Regions from separate parts of the Mus musculus genome. Here region 2 is linked to region 1. A link is a contact called in public HiChIP or PLAC-seq data. All regions are on one chromosome and are shown on one strand. The core of a region is the stretch at or near the end of the contact, and the rest is flanking DNA. Distances in the headings are between cores, read along the strand shown.

Region 1 (3,915 bases), core at 476-2,975:
AAGTATAGGCTGCTGTGCCCAGCTGTTGCTGCTGTTGTTGTTGCTGTTGCTGCTGTTGTTGTTGCTGTTGCTGCTGCTGTTGCTGCTGCTTCTTTTTCTTGTTCTTGTTCTCCTCCTCTTCCTCCTCCTCCTCCTTCAATGTGGGTGCTAGGGAATTTGGACTCAGGTTTTTATGCTTACACTGCAAGTACTTTACTAAGCCATCTACCTAGTCTCAGAGATGAGACTTCTGGGGAGTAATTGTGTCATGAGGACTCTGCCTCCATCTATAGATTAATCCATTAATGGATTTATGGATTTATAATCTTCCGGCATTATTTGGAATTGGTAGGGGGTATGTATAGGTGGAAGAAGTAGATCAGTGGGGATACACCTTTAGAAGCAATCAACATCTTGTCCCCAACTCCTCTTTTTACCTACTCCTGACCAGGGGCAGAGGGTAGTGACAAAAAATAGTAAAACAGGACTCTGCGTTTGGAGGCCCTGCAGTTGGAAGGAGCTAAACCATTTAATGAGAAGGCACTGGAGGGCAAGTCTGGTGCCAGAAGCTTCAGTAATTCTAGTTCAACAGAGTACATTAAAGCTACTACGGTTGGGAGGAAACAGTGATAGAGTGTATGGAGGAGCCGGAGGGGTGGGGTGGGCATGAATTTGATCAAGATACATTGTATTTACTATGAAAATTTTCAAGTAATATTCTTGAAAAGAAAGAAAAAGGTCACTGCACTTTAAAAGGTCAGATCTTGGATCTTGGGAGAGAGCAGGGAGTCTACTGTGGGGCAGTCAGTGCCTTCTCAGCCCCTTGCCTCTCTGTGCCCCCTCTGTGTTCTTAACTGGCCTGAAGCACTTACTCAAACGGCCTGGATACTGTAGCTAGTAATGATGGGCTAGCACTGCACTTCTGTTATCTTGCTGGCTTTCAGAACTAAGGCATAATTAAGAAGGGTGGTTGGGGAACATTCGCATTGTACCCCTAGAGGTGAAATTACTGGACCCAGGCAACATTTCCTGGCCATTACTCAGTGAGCAGCTAGCTCCGTTCCACCATGCCCTTGCCAGCCTCTGCCTTGCCTTAGGCTTAAAAGCAGTGACTATAGGCTGAGATCTCTTGAGCCCAAATACATTTTATCTTTTTTAAAAGTTTATTTTCTCTGGTCTTTTTTTTTTTTTTTCAAAATAATGAAAAGTCTAACACAGAAACATTGGGAGGCTCCCAAATGCCCACCATTCATGCAATCTGGTGTCTTCACTGTCTCCTGTCAACAATGCTCACTGGTCATCTTACACTGATGGTGACTCTGCTTTGGGAAGAGATGGAAAATATGGATTTTTCACCTTTCACTAATAGTCTCTGGTCTCATGAATTCAATTTTCTCAAGCACTGGCATTGATTTTACCGTTATGCCTGTGGGATTTCTTCTGGCAGGCCTCATCTCTCTGACTCAGCCAGCACCTTTGCAAGTGTTGGCTGAGATAGAGCCTACTTCTCTGGCCTGGGTTTCTGCAGTTGCAAAGGGAGCCGTCAATGCAGACAGACACTTGACTCTTTCACCTATATGGTCCTTGTAAATGCAGTCTAGAGATATCCACGCCTTTTTTTCAGTTCCCAGAACCTTATGACTATTAGAGTTTTAAAAGGCCTAAGAGACACCTAGGCAGCCAGCAGCGATTACGGTGTAGGGCTACTCCGGCTCAGAGGCATCTGGGATATCTGAGTGGCACATGACTCATTCTGACTCAGCCTCTGTTTGGTCCTCTTTATTCCAAGGATGGTGCTCTCAGAAGCTCACATCCTCTGCAGATCCAACTTGGCAGGCCTGGGATGAGGGTGTCACTTCCTAACTTAATACTTCCTAACTCTTTCTACACCCCACATCCACCCATCCTTCCATTCACCATGCCGACAAATAGTGTATGATCTCTGTTGCAGCAGAATAAACCAGGCAAAATCTAGGACGTGCTTGGGGGAATAGCAGTGTGCTGTGTCATCATCCTCCTTAAGAACTGTGAGTTAGGGAGCTGGAGAAATGGCTCAGCAGTTAAGAGCACTGACTGCTCTTCCTGAGGTCCTGAGTTCAAATCCCAGCAACCACATGGTGGCTCACAACCATCTGTAATGAGATCGATGTCCTCTTCTGCTGTGTCTAAAGACAGCGACAGTGTACTCATGTACAGTATACATATAAAGTATACATATAAATTAAATAAATCTTAAAAAAAAAAAAGAACTGTGAGTTAGATTCTGATACTGCTACCAAGGTGAACTTTTACTGGTTTCATGCCAAAGACCAGATGACAATTTTGCTTAGACCTTTTGGTTAAACCTTTGGTCCTTTCTTCAAGAAGCATGGTGTTACAAATTACACTTAGACATAGAATACAGATAACTAGATCCCATCGGGAACACACAGAGGGACTTTGCTTCGGATCCTCTTCCTGCTTGAATGTACCACTCCTGGGTCACACTCTCCTCTCTGAGATGGACTACACCCTCTAAATGTAGGGAAATAAACTCCTACTTTAAGCTGTTTTCATTGTTCATTCACGGCACTTGATGGTCTTAGTCAGGGTTTCTATTCCTGGACAAAACATCATGACCAAGAAGCAAGTTGGGGAGGAAAGGGTTTATTCAGCTCACACTTCCACACTGCTGCTCATCACCAAAGGAAATCAGGACTGGAATTTAAGCAGGTCAGGAAGTAGGAGCTGATGCAGAGGCCATGGAGGGATGTTTCTTACTGGCTTGCTTCCCTTGGCTTGCTCAGCTTGCTTTCATATAGAACCCAAGACTACCAGCCCAGAGATGGTCCCACCCACAAGGGGCCTTCCCCCTTGATCACTAATTGAGAAAATGTCTTACAGCTGGATCTCATGGAGGCATTTCCTCAAGGGAGGCTCCTTTCTCTGTGATAACTCCAGCTTATGTCAAGTTGACACACAAAACCAGCCCGTCCAGTGAGGATTTTATTCCTTTCTCCAAAGGAGGATCAGAAAACTCTTATGAACTACTTCAGAGAACAGGGGTGGGACCTTGATTGCCTTTGCAGTTTTCTAAAATGGTGACCCATCACATTTTGAGACAGCATGTGTGGTGGTTTCGATATGCTTGGCCCATGGAAAGTAGCACTATTAGGAGGTGTGGCCTTATTGGAGTAGGTGTGGTCTTGTTGGAGGAGGTGCGTCAACGTGAGGGTGGGCTTTGAGGTCTCCTAGGCTTGCCTTCCACCCAGTGTGGAATTCCAGCCTTCTCCTGGCTGCCTTCTGGTTAAGATGTAGAACTCTCAGCTTCATCTCCAGCACCATGTCTGCCCAAAGGCTGCATGCTTCCCACCATGACAATAATGGACTTCTGAAACTGTAAGCCAGCTCCAATTAAATGTTGTCTTTTATGAAAGTTGCCTCGGTCATGATATCTCTTCACAGCCATAAAGCCCTAAGGCAGTGTGTCCTGTTAGAATGAAGGCCTGGTACATGCTACTACACAGCTGAACCTTGAGAACATTGTGCTAAGTGGAAAAGGAAAAAGAGTTACACATTGGATGCTTCCAATGTGGTGGGTAAGTCTGTAAAGATAGAGTACAGACTCCCAGCTCCCAGCAGCCAAGAGTGGGAAGTGGTACTTGTAGTCTTCACCCTGGGAGGCAAAGGCAGGGCAATCAGAGAGTTCAAGGCTAGGCTGAGCTACGTCGTGAGGCCCTTTCAGACAGAAAGCTACAGAAAGAGAGGGAGAGGAAAGGAAGCAGCATTGTTTAATGCTAATGGAGTTCAATATCTGTTAGTAAAAACATCTGGGTAGATATGGTAACTACAACACAGTGAATAAACCAGCTGCCACTGAATTACTCACTTTGAGACAGTTAGTTTTAATCAACCCACAGTTTTATGTTTTAAAAAGAGTTAAATTTAGGATAGGTG
Region 2 (3,915 bases), core at 761-3,260, 580 kb before region 1:
AACCAATGCATCTGAGTATGCACACACTGCTAGACTGTCTCTTCGTTCTAGAAAGAAGAGAACACTAGAGGGCAGTGTTGTCATTGAGAATGACTGCAGAGTTGCAGACAGCACACTTATGGACTCTTCTAAACGATCTTTTAAACAGTAAGAAAAATCATCCTTGAACAACTTCTGTATCGCTTAGGCAACCCCACGATCAACACAGCTCATTACTGTCTTGTGTCTAATACAGAGCATGTGAAAGTGTGCAGTAGGCTGTGTTATCTGTGATTTTGTGTCTTTACAATCAAACTGCTGCCATGCTAGAAATATGTAGCCTATTTTGTCTTGTCATTTGTTGTTAGTCTTCTTGGCACTATGGCAAACATTTGACATAAGCAACTTAAAGCAGAGATGATTTTTTTTGTCAAGGGTTTAGAGATTATATCCCATAGTCTCTTTCTCTGCCATTTGCAGGCCTGTGCTGAAACAAGGATACCATAGCATTGGGAGCATGTATTGCAGGCTGCTCACCTTAGGGTGGCAGGAAACAGAGGACTAGGAAGAGACCAGGACCTGTTCTAGCCTCAAAAGAATGCTTCCAATGACCTACTTCCTGCAACCCTGTCACACCTCCTAAAGTTTCCAGAACCTCCCAAAATAGTTCTAGCATCTGGGGAACAAGTGTTTGAAATATGAGTCTATGGGGGCACTTCATAGTCAAGCTGTAACATCATTTTTTTCCTAAATGGGACAATATGGCAACTATTTATATATCATTGGCATGGCAATAAGTATTCTGTATGATCTACAGATGATTGAAAGTGTGGGGGAGAATGTTGGTAGGCTGCATGCAAATACGTTTTGATACTGTGCCTCTGTAGCCGTTGGAATCTATGGGGAGTCCTGAACTGAAGGACAACCATTTGTGTTTGCATTTTCATAAACTGGATGTTTTCAGGCTTGGGTATGATACATTCTTTCAAACTCTTAAGCCTAAGTTAAAACATAGAAAGTTGAAATGCAAAATTGAATAAGTTAACACTCTGTAAATATACACCATCAAATATACACCATCAAATATACACCATCAGACTCAGAATAGTTCACACAACACCTTGGCTGTCTAACTGCCATCAACCTTCTTCTTTCTTTTTCTTATTTTATCTTTCCAATTTCTCCTCCATCTCCACCAGCACTACTCTGTCCCAATTTCATGTGCTTTTTTTTTTTTTTTAAACTCATGGAGTCTCCTAGTGCTGCCACTATGTGCATGGGTATAAGGCCATCTACTGGACATGGGCATTCTCTCAGGGCCCACGTTCCCTAAGCCCTCAGTTTGTGACTTCATCCCCACCCATGCTTAGGATTTTGTCTGGCTTTATCTTGCACATATAGTCATAGCCACTGTTCCTGTGTGCAGCTGCCCTGTCATGTCCAAAACGACACAGTTTCTCTGTATTTATCAACTACCTCTGCTTTGTACTATCTCTCTGCTCCCTCTTCTGTAGTGAGCCCTAAAGCCCTGGGAGGAAGAGGTATTATATAGATGTGCTATTTAACACACGTGGGTCATTATTTTCTGAGCATTGACTAGTCGAGGGTCTCTGCAAAACATAAGCTTCTCTGATGAGGCTTGGGAGATGCACTAGTCCATGACATGAAGAGAAGACTAGTTTGCTGCTATATCCATTTAGCAGCATAATAATATTAGGTTCTCTTCTAGAGCCTATGACTTAGCAAGCTGATAGGTTCTTGGCCCCATTGATGCTGCTGAGCATGAGTCACATCTTGTGGAGTAGGCCTTTACTATAATCAGAAAACGATTGATTGCTCCCACGACATCCATGCCAGTATTGCCCCAGTGAGCCTGCCCTGCCAGGCCAGTTGTTATTAGAGCTCACAGGGCTCACAGATGGTTTGTTTTCTCCCTCAGTAGTTTACACGGCACCTTCCAGCACTGTGACATGCAGTCAGTAGAGAGGAAGCTTCCAGGTCAGTACCACTTTGATTTCCCAACATTCTATGACTAAAGTGTATGGCATCTGCAACAGAGTCTTACCATCTGGAGACAATTAAGAGCAAGGCAATAGCCTGTAACATCTAGAGGCAGTCTATGGGACCCTGCTAACCACAATTTGAAAAGAGGTACCCCATATTTTACATTGCTTAGCTTTTTATTTGATAGCCTATGTCATCTAGGAGAGGAATTGTTTTCCAATTAGAGGTCAACTCCATTTCAAACTCTTTATATATGCATATATGTATGTTTTATTTTGTATTTAAGGTATGATCTCACCATGTGTTCCAGGCTGGCCTTAAATTCACTATGTAGCTCAGGTGAACCTTGAAATTGGAAGCCTTCTGCCTCAACCTCCCCAGTACTTGAATTACAAGCCTATAAGCGTACAAGACCACACCTGGATATTAGCATGTCACAATGATGTACTAACCTGACCATTTCTGGTTGTGGCTATGGTGCTTCATACGTGTGGATTTCCCATCATCCAGAGATCCAGCCTTCTGTAGTTGGAGCTGGTTACTAGATTTTTTGTGATTCAAATGGTACATCACAGTTCCTGTGATGCAGTTTTCTTTCCTTTACCCAGACTACAGTTACCGCTTAGTGTCTCAGACACTAGTGTGCTTTCTCTTCTGAAGTTACATCTATTTTCTCTGTCTGCAAGAGAAGGATGTTCATTGCTAGCTCTGTTCTCTAAAGGAGAAACAGAGTGTGAAAATTCATCCAAGCTCACTTCTCATTCATGTCTGAAACTATTTCCAACTAATCTCATGGTATACAATATCACTTTATTATCTAGTCACAGAGAACAGAAACTAGAACACTTTCAAGGAAAATACATGCTAAATTACTGGAAGAAACAGCAAGCATGGTTATTTTTATTCTTCTAATTGACATTTTAAAATTATAAGGCAAATTTTTGCACTGAAAAGGCCCATGTAAGTTGAGTGAGAAGATAAGCTACAGGAACTGAGAAAATTGGTAAAAGATATGAGTGGCTATGTCACTAGAGAGGGCATCCAGACAGTATGTATTCAGCAGTATCAGCCACTAGGGAATATATATTAAAATCCAAAGGAGATACAATTGTTGCCTGTTACTTAGATTAGAAATGGGAACACCACCAAGTGCTGGAGTCATGAGGAGAGAATGGATCATCCAAACATTGTGGGCACCATTATGAAAATGGGGCACTTACTCTGGGAAACAATTTGACTATTTTCTGCATAACTAAACCTCTAGCTATCATTTGGGCTAGCAGTTATACTCTCGGGTATTAGTTTTAGAGAAATAAAAGGATATATTCAAAGTAAAACTATATATGAATGTTTTTAGCTATTTTTTTTATCAACGCTTCCAACTTGCAACTAGCCTAGAGGGTCTTCAGCAAGTAGACAGCAAAACAAACCAACACACACACACACAGGTGAATATTACTCAGTTAAAAGAAAAAGGACCCCGGCATAGTCTCACAAGAGACAGCTCTGGAAAGAGAGGCCCACTGGACATGCAAACTTTATATGCCCCAGTACAGGGGAACGCCAGGGCCAAAAAGTGGGAGTGAGTGGGTAGGGGAGTGGGGGGAGAGTATGGGGGACTTTTGGGATAGCATTGGAAATGTAAATTAGGAAAATACCTAATAAAAATTTTTTAAAAAAAGAAAAAGGACAAATCATGGATACATACAACCCTCATAGTATTAGATATTGGTGGTTTCATTTACATAGCACTTCTGAAATGAGAAAAATTCAAACAAAATTATTAGTCATCGTTTGAGTGGTTGGAAACCATGGTAAGAAGGAGCTGGAAATGGTTTTAATAGGGCGTCGTAAGTGAGTGAAGACGCTGTGCTCTGTCTTCATCCAGGGAGTGAATACCTTAGCCTGAAAGAGTGGTAAGGAGCCCAGGTA

The links. HiChIP or PLAC-seq counts read pairs in DNA pulled down with a chosen protein or histone mark.
Region 2: an H3K27ac HiChIP or PLAC-seq map of the NIH/3T3 cell line shows a contact between it and region 1, with 5 times the contacts expected there. The contact joins two enhancer-like sites. A contact is called at or near these places in 3 of 484 Hi-C or Micro-C datasets (3T3-L1-derived adipocytes, the HL-1 cell line and the N1E-115 cell line) and 1 of 115 datasets of contacts at active chromatin or transcription factors (the NIH/3T3 cell line).

Annotation. Positions count from the first base shown.
Region 1 is chr6:94,403,416-94,407,330 of GRCm38.p6, reverse strand. No RefSeq gene overlaps it. Among named protein-coding and RNA genes, the nearest start is that of Slc25a26, 95 kb to the left of the region's middle. Within about 2 kb of position 1,725, at least 38 of the 459 cell types and tissues checked have an H3K27ac peak or open chromatin away from gene starts, as enhancers often do. A contact at or near this core is called in the NIH/3T3 cell line, where this site is marked.
Region 2 is chr6:94,982,701-94,986,615 of GRCm38.p6, reverse strand. No RefSeq gene overlaps it. Among named protein-coding and RNA genes, the nearest start is that of 4930511E03Rik, 41 kb to the right of the region's middle. Within about 2 kb of position 2,010, at least 10 of the 459 cell types and tissues checked have an H3K27ac peak or open chromatin away from gene starts, as enhancers often do. A contact at or near this core is called in the NIH/3T3 cell line, where this site is marked.